2 separate regions of the Sus scrofa genome follow, and region 2 is linked to region 1. A link is a contact called in public Hi-C data. All regions are on one chromosome and are shown on one strand. The core of a region is the stretch at or near the end of the contact, and the rest is flanking DNA. Distances in the headings are between cores, read along the strand shown.

What was found. A called contact is a pair of places that touch in the nucleus more often than the background predicts.
Region 2: a Hi-C map of liver shows a contact between it and region 1, with 4 times the contacts expected there. The contact joins the promoter of OSBPL11 here to the promoter of TNK2 in region 1. A contact is called at or near these places in 1 of 47 Hi-C or Micro-C datasets (liver) and 1 of 2 datasets of contacts at active chromatin or transcription factors (alveolar macrophages).

What each region holds. Positions count from the first base shown.
Region 1 is chr13:134,079,527-134,085,065 of Sscrofa11.1, forward strand. It overlaps TNK2 (activated CDC42 kinase 1), which reads left to right and starts at 2,740. Exons shown (of 13, transcript XM_021070192.1): 1 at 2,740-3,215. It also overlaps the pseudogene LOC106505774.
Region 2 is chr13:134,716,879-134,721,982 of Sscrofa11.1, forward strand. It overlaps OSBPL11 (oxysterol-binding protein-related protein 11), which reads left to right and starts at 1,473. Exons shown (of 13, transcript XM_021070201.1): 1 at 1,473-2,512. The coding sequence starts at 2,316.

The DNA.
Region 1 (5,539 bases), core at 1,490-3,989:
CTTCAAGTTCCACATCTGGGAAGAGACTGGCACAGGCACGTTGGAGGGTTGGGGTTATCCTTGCAGCCACCTCCTGAATCTCCTGAGCCTTGTTCTAGACTGCATCTCACTTCTTCCATTCTGCTGTCAGCCCCCTTAGGGGAGAGCTGTCTCCCGGCTCCTAGTACCAGAGTCACAGACAGTGCAGAGAAGAGACATCCTCTGGGACAACTCCCATCACTGCCCCAGTGCACAGAGTGGTGGTTGTGGTTGGGGTGGGGAGAAGGTCCAGGAGTTGGGATCAGGCAGGATGGAGGAAGGAAGCAGAAGACCTCTTTCCTGTGAGTCTAAAGCTCCAGATAATCCTGCACTAGGGATGTCAGAGGCTCGGGTCTGAGCAACTGGAGGGGGGATGGGAGAATGGGGAGCTGTGTATAAGGGTTGCCCTTCACGGTGGAGCCAGGGCCAGTGAGCAGGAGGTTGAATACACCCCACCTGAGCCCAGAGTCTATGGCCCAGAGTCAATTCTCCTAAGAGAATCACCCCGACCAGCACTCGGACTCCTTGCTTTGTTTGATTTAGAGCCTGATTTACCAGCTGAGAAACTTGCTCCAAATCAGTTGTTTGCATCTATTATCCCCCAAATCTAGTCAGATCTGATGCTTCCCAAAGCTCCTGGGTTTGGTGTTGCTTTGTTGTGCCTTAGTGGTTAGAGCAGACTTGGGAGTCAGAAAACTTGATCTGAATCCTGGTTTCACTACTACCAGGTATTACTTAATTATGTAGAGCCTCAGTTCTATTACCTGCAGAGTCCTGCTCGCCATAGACTCTGGGCTCAGGTGGGGTGTATTCAACCTCCTGCTCACTGGCCCTGGCTCCACCGTGAAGGGCAACCCTTATACACAGTTATCAGAGGATTTGGTAGAAAGGTGCCTTGCCTACCTCATAGGGCAAGATGCCATGGTCCAAATCCACCCAGTCCAGCCCCCCTACCCCCTCCCCCGGCTGTCTGGAACCCACCCCCTTTTAAGTGCTCTACTGTGGTCAGGTCAGGGCGCTTGGACCAAATGCTGGAAAACAGGAGTGCAGAATGTGTCACCCTCACACAGCTGTCTGATATTTGATATATGGGACAGTCCTTTCTGGAGGTGTTTATTATACCCATTTTATAGATAAGGTACAAATAATAACAGGGCCAAGTTGCCCTAAGCCTTTGGGTTCGAAGCTTCACCACCTCCAGCTGTGCTAGGATCTGAGCCTGCAGGCTGCACTCTCACTCTCCCAGAGAGGAGCTCTGAATTTTCTCCTCCTTTCAGGGCATAGGCCCAAGAGGACACAGTGAGGAGGGAGGAAGTCCCCCTTTGCCTGGGACTCTTTCTACCTGTATACCCAACAGGAAGTGCCCCAGGCCTAAGCCTGTTATAGGCCTCTCCCTGGGCCCCAGGGAAAGAGTAGGGCCAGCCCAGGTTCATAAGCCTCTGGGCTGCTGCTGAGAGATTAGGACTAGAGTTCTCTGCAGTAAAACACTCACTGGATTGGGACCCTGGAAACTCTTCAATCCAGCCTTCTCATTTTGGAAAACAAGGCAACTGATGCCAGAGGGAAGTAATTTTTTATACTGTCAAATGGCAACTCAGCAGTAGCTGAACTACTTAGAATTCGAGACTCCTATTTCAGTGCTCCTCCGATAGGCCTGGTTGACTACATCTCTCAATGCGAACTCCTCCCTTCACCTCTTCTCCCTCTGCTCCACAGGAAGGTTCAAGCAGGACCTCTGGAGGGATGAAGCGGGAGCGGGAGCGGACTAGGGACCGGGGAGAGGGAGGCGTAAACTGGACAGGGCCCCTTAAGGGGGAGGGCCAACCCTTCGGGGCTCCGCCCCCCTGGGGCGGCGCAGGCGCAGGCGGGCTCCAGGAACTCCGGCAGGAGGGCGGGCGCTCCTGGCTCTCGGGCCGGCGCGCGGGGCCGCAGCACCTGCGGGGGCCGGCGCAGGGCGCTGCGCCCGGCGGGCGGACGTTGACGCCCAAAAGCTAGGGCTGGGGGCCGGGACCGGGACGTGGGAGCTGAGCGGGAGAGAACGCGGCCCCGCAGCCCCCTCCCCGGGGGACGGGGCGGAAGGAGGCGGGTGGGGGCCGTTGTAAGCGGGCGCGGAGGGCAGCACCATCTGGAGGGGCGGGACCGCGCGGCCTCTGGGGGGCAGGCGAGTGCGCTGGGCAGTGCCAGCGGGGGGTCCCAGGCGGGGCGCGCAGGAGGAGCGCGGCGGGCTTAGCCCGGCGCTGCCGGAGCAACAGCCGCAGCGGGTCGGGGTTCTTAGCTGGGGCCCGCAGCAGCTTCGCGGGCTGAAGCTCGGCGTGGAGGAGCAGGGGGGCGTGGGTCCGGTCGTGCAGGAGGAGGGCGGGGTGGGCCCGGGGGTGCAGGAGCGGGGCGGCCGGGGCCACGAGCCCAGCCTGGGGTGGTGTGGGGGCCGCCGGACGGCGCGGACTGGAGGAACCCTCCGCGGTGGACGGGCTCCGCGAGCTGGCCTGTGGTGCAGGAGGAGGGGCTGGGGCCCCGCAAGCAACACCAGGAGAAGGGGGGAGGCAGCCCCGCAGTGCAGGAGCGGGGGGAGGCCCGCACCGGGGTGCAGGAACGGGGGGAGGGGAGCCCACGCAGGCTGCTGCAGCAGCCCGAGCAGCTGTCCGAGTTCGGGGACCGCTCCTGGGAGCGCAGAGAGGAGCTTGAAAGTTCCGGAGAGCTGGGGGAGCAGAACTGGGAGAGCTGCGGGCATCTCAGACGGGAGGCAGTGGTCCTCGGAGCAGCCCCGGCACGACGCAGGAGACTGGAGGTGGTGGGGAGGGCCCGGCCAGTGGGGCCCCGGGGGCCTGAGGGAGAGGGACGCCTCGGGGTGCAGGAAGCAAATTGGCTGCCTGGGGTGCAGGAGGGGCAGGTGGTGCGGGCTGTCCAGGAAACATACTTGGACGGAAAGGGGTCTCAGGAGGGAGAAGAGCCCCCTGAGGGACACAGAATCCGGAGGCGCAGGAGGAGGAGAGGTGGTAACCCAGAGGCTGGCTGCTCAGCACCAGGGTCGGGCAGGGCCGAAGTGAGCGAAGAATGTAGGGGTTTGGGGAGTGGGCAGCAGAACCTCGGAGCTTTGGAAGCCACTGTCGGATAGCAGGCAGTGTCCTGCTGGGTCCTTTTCTGCCTCAGCCGGGTCATCATAGAAGCTGTGTCTGAAGAGAGCCAGTGGAAGGCAGCAGGTAAGGAAGCCCAGTTCTCTTCTCAGCTGGAATTATTGTGTTTGGAAGGAGGGGGCTGCAGTTATCTCAGGAGAACGTGGTCTCCAAACTGCCTTTTTTTATTTCTCGGTGTTTAAACCTGGCAAGGAAGGAAGCAGTGCAGTTTTCAACAGCAAGGCAGGACCCCTCCCCCCAGTACTGTATATGCCAACTGGAGTGATGGGACATTTCCTTAGAGTCTAGACTGGTGGCGAGACTGTCTGGGTGGCTGCCAGGCCTGGGCAGAGGAAGAGAGGAGTAGCCCCAGGCTGAGGCTGTAGAGGAGGTAGTCACCCCTTCACCAGTCTACCAGTGGAGGTAGGGGTGCCTCCATGCCATAGCTGGGGTGGTGCAATCAGCACAGGCTGCCTCAGGTCCTCAAAACACGTTCCAAAAAAGGGAAGGGGCAGCATTGCATTATGAGGACCTTATCTTGTAACCCTGTCGGCCACGTGAGCTGAGATATGAGTGTGGCAGCCAGTGACTTGGGCACGAGCCTGACCTGCTCCCGCCACACCTCTTGTCACATTTGATTAATACTGAGGGCCCAGAGCCAAGGATGAATAGTGGGCCAAAGGGCGAAGAGCTGCTGGTGGTGAGGACCACAACCTGAAAGTGTGGGAGAGGAAAGGGTATCTGCAGTGCTCAACTCTGGGCATCCTCTGTGGCTCAGACCCAGCCCACCCCCGTAGAGGTGGCCACATGGACAGCTGTGGCATTATGGGTTCCTTACCAGCCAGGGCCAGCTCCCAGCCCAGCTTAGAGGTGGGGCTTACAGGAGTGGGGGCTAAATTTGGCTTCCTCTTGACCCTCATGGCCTGGATGCCAAGCCTGTTCGCTCCTGCCCCATATGGGCTTGGTCGGCCACTTGTGGGCCTCATCTTCCTAGGGCTGTTCACCTCTTACCTGGCCCTGTCTGGGTTCTTGCTTCTCTAGCCCTGCGGGAGGAGTGGGTGCAGAGTTGCTCTCTGTCTCAGGGCCTTAGCTGAGACCCATCTCTCCCCCAGCCCAAGGAGTGGCTCTGAGTCAGATGGACCCAGACCCCTGTCCCAGCTGGACTGGGTGGAGCTGGTCCTTTTCTCTCGGGCCAGAGACAGTGGTGGTGGCATTCTAGGCAGGCAGCTGTGGCGACTCTGCTGGAGGAGCCGGTTAGCCTGCTTCCCATGCATACGCAAACTTGACCGACAGCTTCTTCCCACGCCTGCCTGTCATCCTGCCACGCCAAACACTCAGGCACCGGAAGTTCAGCTGCTGTGTCCACGGTGTCTGGCTCTTCTGGGATGGCCAGACTTGTTCTGGCACTTGGGCTTCAGTGGAGAGAATTGTTTTGAACACAGCACGCATCTTCACCCTATTTCAGGTTGGTTCTTGAATTTGTGGTAGATGAAGAGAAGGAGGACTTTGGCAGATCTGGATTTAGACCACTTAGTAGCTGTGTAACCTTCTAAGGCAGGGTAATGTCTCTGGGCTTCAGTTTCCTTATCTGTGAGGTGGACTGTGGTTTTCCCTCCACTGTCCTGAGTGCAGGGGGCTCAGACCCTGCTTTGCCAGCCTAGTGTCCACCTTCCTGGGAGCTGAGGCTGGCAGATAATGGGGAGGAGGGGTCGGTGCCCCCAGACCTTTTCCTCTGGCTCTTAAGCCCATGATTATCCTCCTGCCCTTTGCTCTAATCTGGAAGATGATTTTTTGTTTTGTTTTGTTTTTTAAACTTGGGGCCGCAAGTGCGGCATATGGAAGTTCCCGACTAGGGGTTGAATCAGAGCTGCAGCTGCTGGCCTGCCACAGCCACAGCAACACCAGATCCAAACCATGTCTGACCACAGTTCTTGGCAGCACCATCCTTAATCCACTGAGCGAGGCCATGGATCGAACCTGCAACCTCATGGATACTACTCAGGTTCATTACTGCTGAGCCACAAAAGGAACTCTGCTTTTTTGTTTTTCATAACAGCTTTATTGAGGTATACTGATATATGGTAAATGGAACATATTTAAAACATAATGAAACATATGTGTATACTTGTGAAACTACTACCACAATCAGGATAAGGAACATACCCACTATTCCTAAACCCTCCAAAGTTTTTTGTGCCTCTTTGTAATCCCGCCATCTTACTCCTCCTTTGCACACCCCCCTTCCCCAGGTAACAGTGGTCTGCTTTCTGTCACTATACATGAGTTTGCATTATCTCAAATTTATGTAGCTGGAATCATACAGCATGTGCTCTTGTCTGTTTGTTTTTTTTTTTTTTTCACTCAGCACAATTATTTTGAGATTCATGCATGTTGTGTAACAACTGCTTATT
Region 2 (5,104 bases), core at 223-2,722, 640 kb after region 1:
GGATATGGCCTTGCCATGAGCTGTGGTGTAGGTCGCAGAGGCGGCTGGGATCTGGCGTTGCTGTGGCTGTGGCAAAGGCCGGCGGCTACAGCTCTGTTTAGACCCTTAGCCTGGGAACCTCCATATGCCGAGGGAGTGGCCCTAGAAAGACAAATAAATAAATAAATATCATCTCCTCATAGATAACTTTCCTCAACTGTTTTTTTTTGTTTGTTTTTTTTGGTTTTTTTTTTTGCTTTTAAGGGCCACACCCACAGCATAAGAAGGTTCCCAGGCTAGGGGTCGAATCAGAGCTTACAGCTGCCAGCCTACACCACAGCCACAGCAATTCAGGATATGAGCCCATCTTGGACCTACACCACAGCTCAAGGCAAGGAAGGATCCTGAGGCGAGGGATCGAACCCTCAACCTCATGGTTCCTAGTTGAATTCATTTCCACTGCGCCATGTCAGGTAACTCCTCTCAACTGTTTTCTCTAAGGTAAGTTCTCCACTCCATCTCACTTATTTTCTTTTTCTTTTTTTACTCAGTGAATTTTATTACATTTATAGGCATACAATGATCGTCACAACCAAATTTTATAGCATTTCCATATCTCACTTTTTTTTTTTTTTTTTTTTTTTTTTGGTCTTTTTGCCATTTCTTGGGCGCTCCCGCGGCATATGGAGGTTCCCAGGCCAGGGGTCTAATCGGAGCTGTAGCCGCCGGCCTACACCACAGCAACTCGGGATCCGAGCCGCGTCTGCGACCCACACCACAGCTCACGGCAACACCAGATCCTTAACCCACTGAGAGATGCCAGGGATGGAACTGCATCCTCACTAAAATTATGTCAGATTCTTAACCCACTGAGCCACAACAGGAACTCCCAACAGTTGCTTTTTTATTTATAACACTGATTTGCCTTATGCCAATATCACAGGTTTTTTTTTTTGTAAAATTATTAAAATGAATAGATGGTTTTTGGTTTTGTAATTTTATTTATTTATTTAATCTTTTTAGGGCCACACCTGCAGCACATGGCAGTTTCCAGTCTAGGGGTTGAATTGGAGCTGCAGTTGGGGGCCTACACCACAACCACACTGGATCTGAGCTGCCTCTGCGACCTACACCACAGCTCGCAGCAACACCAGGTCCCCAACCAACTGATGGAAGCCAGGGATCAAACCCATGTCCTCGAGGATACCACCCGGGTTTGTTACCGCTGCGCCAGGAGGGGAACTCCCTGTTTTTGTAATTTCTTATAGAAATGACATTTTTCTAAGTTTTCTCCCTAAAATGGCTGGAATGGGCCCTGGAACAGAAGGCCTGCACCGGGTTAGGAAGACCGGAAGCCACCCTCCACTAGGGCGCTAAGTCCTTTACTTCTCCCTCTTCGTCAGTCCCCCTGCCTCCGCCCTCTGCCACCCTCCCCGCCCTTCCTTTGGAGTCCACCGCCCAGGCCCCGCTATCCCCGAGGCTCCGCCCCCTTCAGGGCTGCGCGCCCTGCTCCAAGATGGCGCCCAGGGCTTCCGCTCTGAGGGAAGTGAGCTCATGGTACTCCGGAAGGGAAGGCGGGGAGAGAGCAGGCGGGTGGGTGACCTACCGTGGGACTGTGGGTGGGGCGGCGGCCGCCGTTGTGGCTCTCACATTTGGATTGGGGAGAGGGTGAGGGACTAGTCCGCCCCTGAGAACCGAGTCGAGGGCCCGAGGCCGAGCGTGCTGGAGGAAGTCGCCCCGAGCGGCTCGCCTTTGCCGGAGGCAGGGTAGCCCTGGGAGCCGGCGTCCCGCCCCCGGCGGCCTCCCTCCCCAACCCTCCTCCCCGGCTGCGCGCGGGCTGCTCCCGCTCAGTCTTGGGGGCTGCGGCGGGAACCGCCGAGAGGGGTGGACGGGGCCCTTCCCGCTGAGGACCGGCTGGAGAAGAAGAGGGAGCGCGGCGGGTCAAGTCTGTCAGCCCAGAGGTCAGGCCGCGAGTCCCGGTCCGTGGCCCGTCCTCCTCCCAGCCCTCTTGGCTGGAGTCCGCGACCTCCCCACGCTCCTTCTGCTTCTCCTTTGAGCATGCCACCAAGTCCTCGGGCAGGGTGATTTTTTTTTCTTCCTTGTTTTTGCCCGAAAGGAGACATCTATTTAAAGGACATCTATTCTCATCGCTACTCCTCTCCTCTTAAAAGTTTTCCTTCACGAGGAATGCTTGTATTCGTTCCCTGGATTATTTGATGGTTCCTACTCCAGCCACCGTCTCATTTGGCAATTGGGATCACCTTCAGATCAAATCTTAAATCTCACCACTTACAAAACTACCATACAGAGTTGTTCTCTCCGCCCGAGAGGGGCAAATGGACTTTGAAGTTAAGATGCAGGGAGGTGAACCACTGTCAACAATGAAAGTCTCAGAGAGCGAAGGAAGGCTGGAGGGCCTGGCCACCGCGGTGACCCCCAACAAGAACAGCAGCAACAGCAGCTGTGGGGGTGGAATCAGCAGCAGCAGCAGCGGCAGCAGCAGAGGTGGCAGTGCCAAAGGCTGGCAGTACAGGTATGGCCCTTTCTCCAAGGTGAGGGTGGGGGTGTGTTGGACCCCGAGTTCCTGCAGTTGTTGAAGGGTAAAGCTTATCCACTGACTTCCGCAGGTAACAGATACATCTCGTTTGGATCTGGGGTCTCATCTTTCATTAGCAAGATTTAATTCATTTGTCCATTCAACAGGTATCTATTGAAGGCCCTTTGGAGAACACAGAAATGTTTCTCTGGACTTTCTCTACAGCTTTGGAGTTAATTTTGACTCTGATTTGATGCTGTACTCCTCTTTTTTCCTATATTGTAATTTGATTTGGGGTTTTTTTTGTTTTTTTGTTTTTTTTGCTTTTTAGGGCCGCACTTGCGGCATATGAAGGCTCCCAGGCTAGGGGTCTAATCGGAGCTGTAGCCACTGGCCTATGCTAGAGCCACAGCAACGAGGGAAGTGAGCCGCGTCTGCAACCTACACCACAGCTCAAGGCAATGCTGGATCCTTAACCCACTGAGCAAGGGCAGGGATCGAACCAGCAACCTCATGGTTCCTAGTCAGATTCGTTAACCACTGAGCCACGACGGGAACTCCTAGAATTTTTTTTTTTAATTGAGAAATATATGAGGTATTAGGTTCAGGTGTACAACATAATGATTTGATATTTTGTATGTATTGTGAAATGGTCACCTTAATACATCTAGTTACCATTATCACCACACATAGTTACAATTTTGGGGGGATGAGAACTTTTAAGATCTAATCTCTTATCAACGTTCAAATAGTAATAATGCTGTATAATAACAGTATTATCAGCTATAGTTGCCATACTGTACGTTTCCAGGACTTGTTTATTTTATACCTGGAAGTTTGTACTTTTTGATCACTTTCACTCATTTCAGTCATCCTTCCCTATGGCTACCCCCATGTAATTCTCTGTATTAATGAGTTTTGTTTTGTTTTTTAGATTCCACATATAAGTGAGATCATACAGTATTTTTTTTCATTTTATGAAGTTTTATTAAAGTATAGTTGATTTACGATGCTGTGATAATTTCTGCTGTACAAAAAAATTATTCAGTTATACATATACACACATCCATTCTTTTTCAAGATCATGCAGTATTTGTCTTTTCTCTGTCTGACTGATGTCACTTAGCATAATGCCCTCAGGGTCTCTCCATGTGTTGCAAATGGCAAAATTTCCTCATTTTTTATGGCTGAATAATATTCCATTTTTTATGTATACCACATACCACATTTTATTTATCCATTCATCATTGTCCATTTGATGGACACTTAGGTTCCATGTTTTGACTATTGTAAATAATATTGCAGTGAACATCATAAATAATATTTCAGTGAATGTTTGAGTTATTGGTTTCCTTTTCTTCAGAAAATACTCAGAAGTAGAATTGCTGGATTATTCAGACTCTTAAGAATGAATGAAATTGAATATGCCATGGTATTGGAAGTACAGGAATAAATTAAATTTTGGTTAACTGACTGCCTGTGTGCTGTTTTGTAGTTGTGAAATTTGAAAGGGATTAAAGTCAAGATTCTGTAAAGGCTGTATACATTTATCATGAATAATATCCATATATGTGAAATATGCTTGACGTATTAACGTATAGAAACAATGTAGAAGAATATAACTTTTTATTGGTAAATTATTATAGGTAAGCGATTAAAATATATTTAGTTACTGAGAAACGCCTGCTCACTTTTGCAATACATGATGTGTTTTTGTGGTTTAAGTCTAACTATATAAAATTGTCAGTAATTTGGCAGGGTTATTTTAATGTGACTTAAGGAAACAAGATAAAGTAATATTTCATGTAGTCAGAGATCAGTCTTCTGACATCTTTAGTTCTTTGAATTAAAGAATTAACCCAGTCTTTATTGAATTGAAAAGTGAAACAGTTTTCTTAATACTGGGGAGAGTTGTCATAAAGCCATACCCTTTGCTCCTGTACTTTGATTCAGGACCATATTATCCCTTATTAAGAGTATTGCTTAATGGTTATGTAATTTTCAAACTAGAATCTGTTGGGAGCATAAATAAAAAAGGTATCAGGGAAGTGTAACAGGAAATGGCAACTGACAACATAGGACAATCAAATATGTGAAAAATTAACATGCAGACTCAGCCATATTACTTCCTCGAATAGTAATCATAGTTGCAATAACCTTAAGTCATCCAGGAAAGCAGTCTGTTTTGGAGAATAGTGGTGAACAGTTTCAAGGAAAATAGCTCAAATTAAAAAAAAAAGAAAGATGCTTAAGGATCTGGAAAATGCAGTTATATGGAACTCTTCCCCAAAGATGCAGATGTATAATGCATTATTTTTTTAAATTACTCAATAAATTTTATTACATTTATAGGTGTACAGCAATCATCACAACCAAATTTTACAGCATTTCCATCCCAAACCCTCAGTGCATCCCCCAACCCCCCAACCTGTCTCATTTGGAAACCGTAAGTTTTTCAAAGTCTTTGCGTCAGTATGCATAATGCATTATTGCGTTTACGTACTGACACATATTTTTACTTAAATGAGGAGTCTTCAAGGCTAATCATTCATCCCACCTCTCGGTCGAATTTATTCCTTTGTCCTCTAG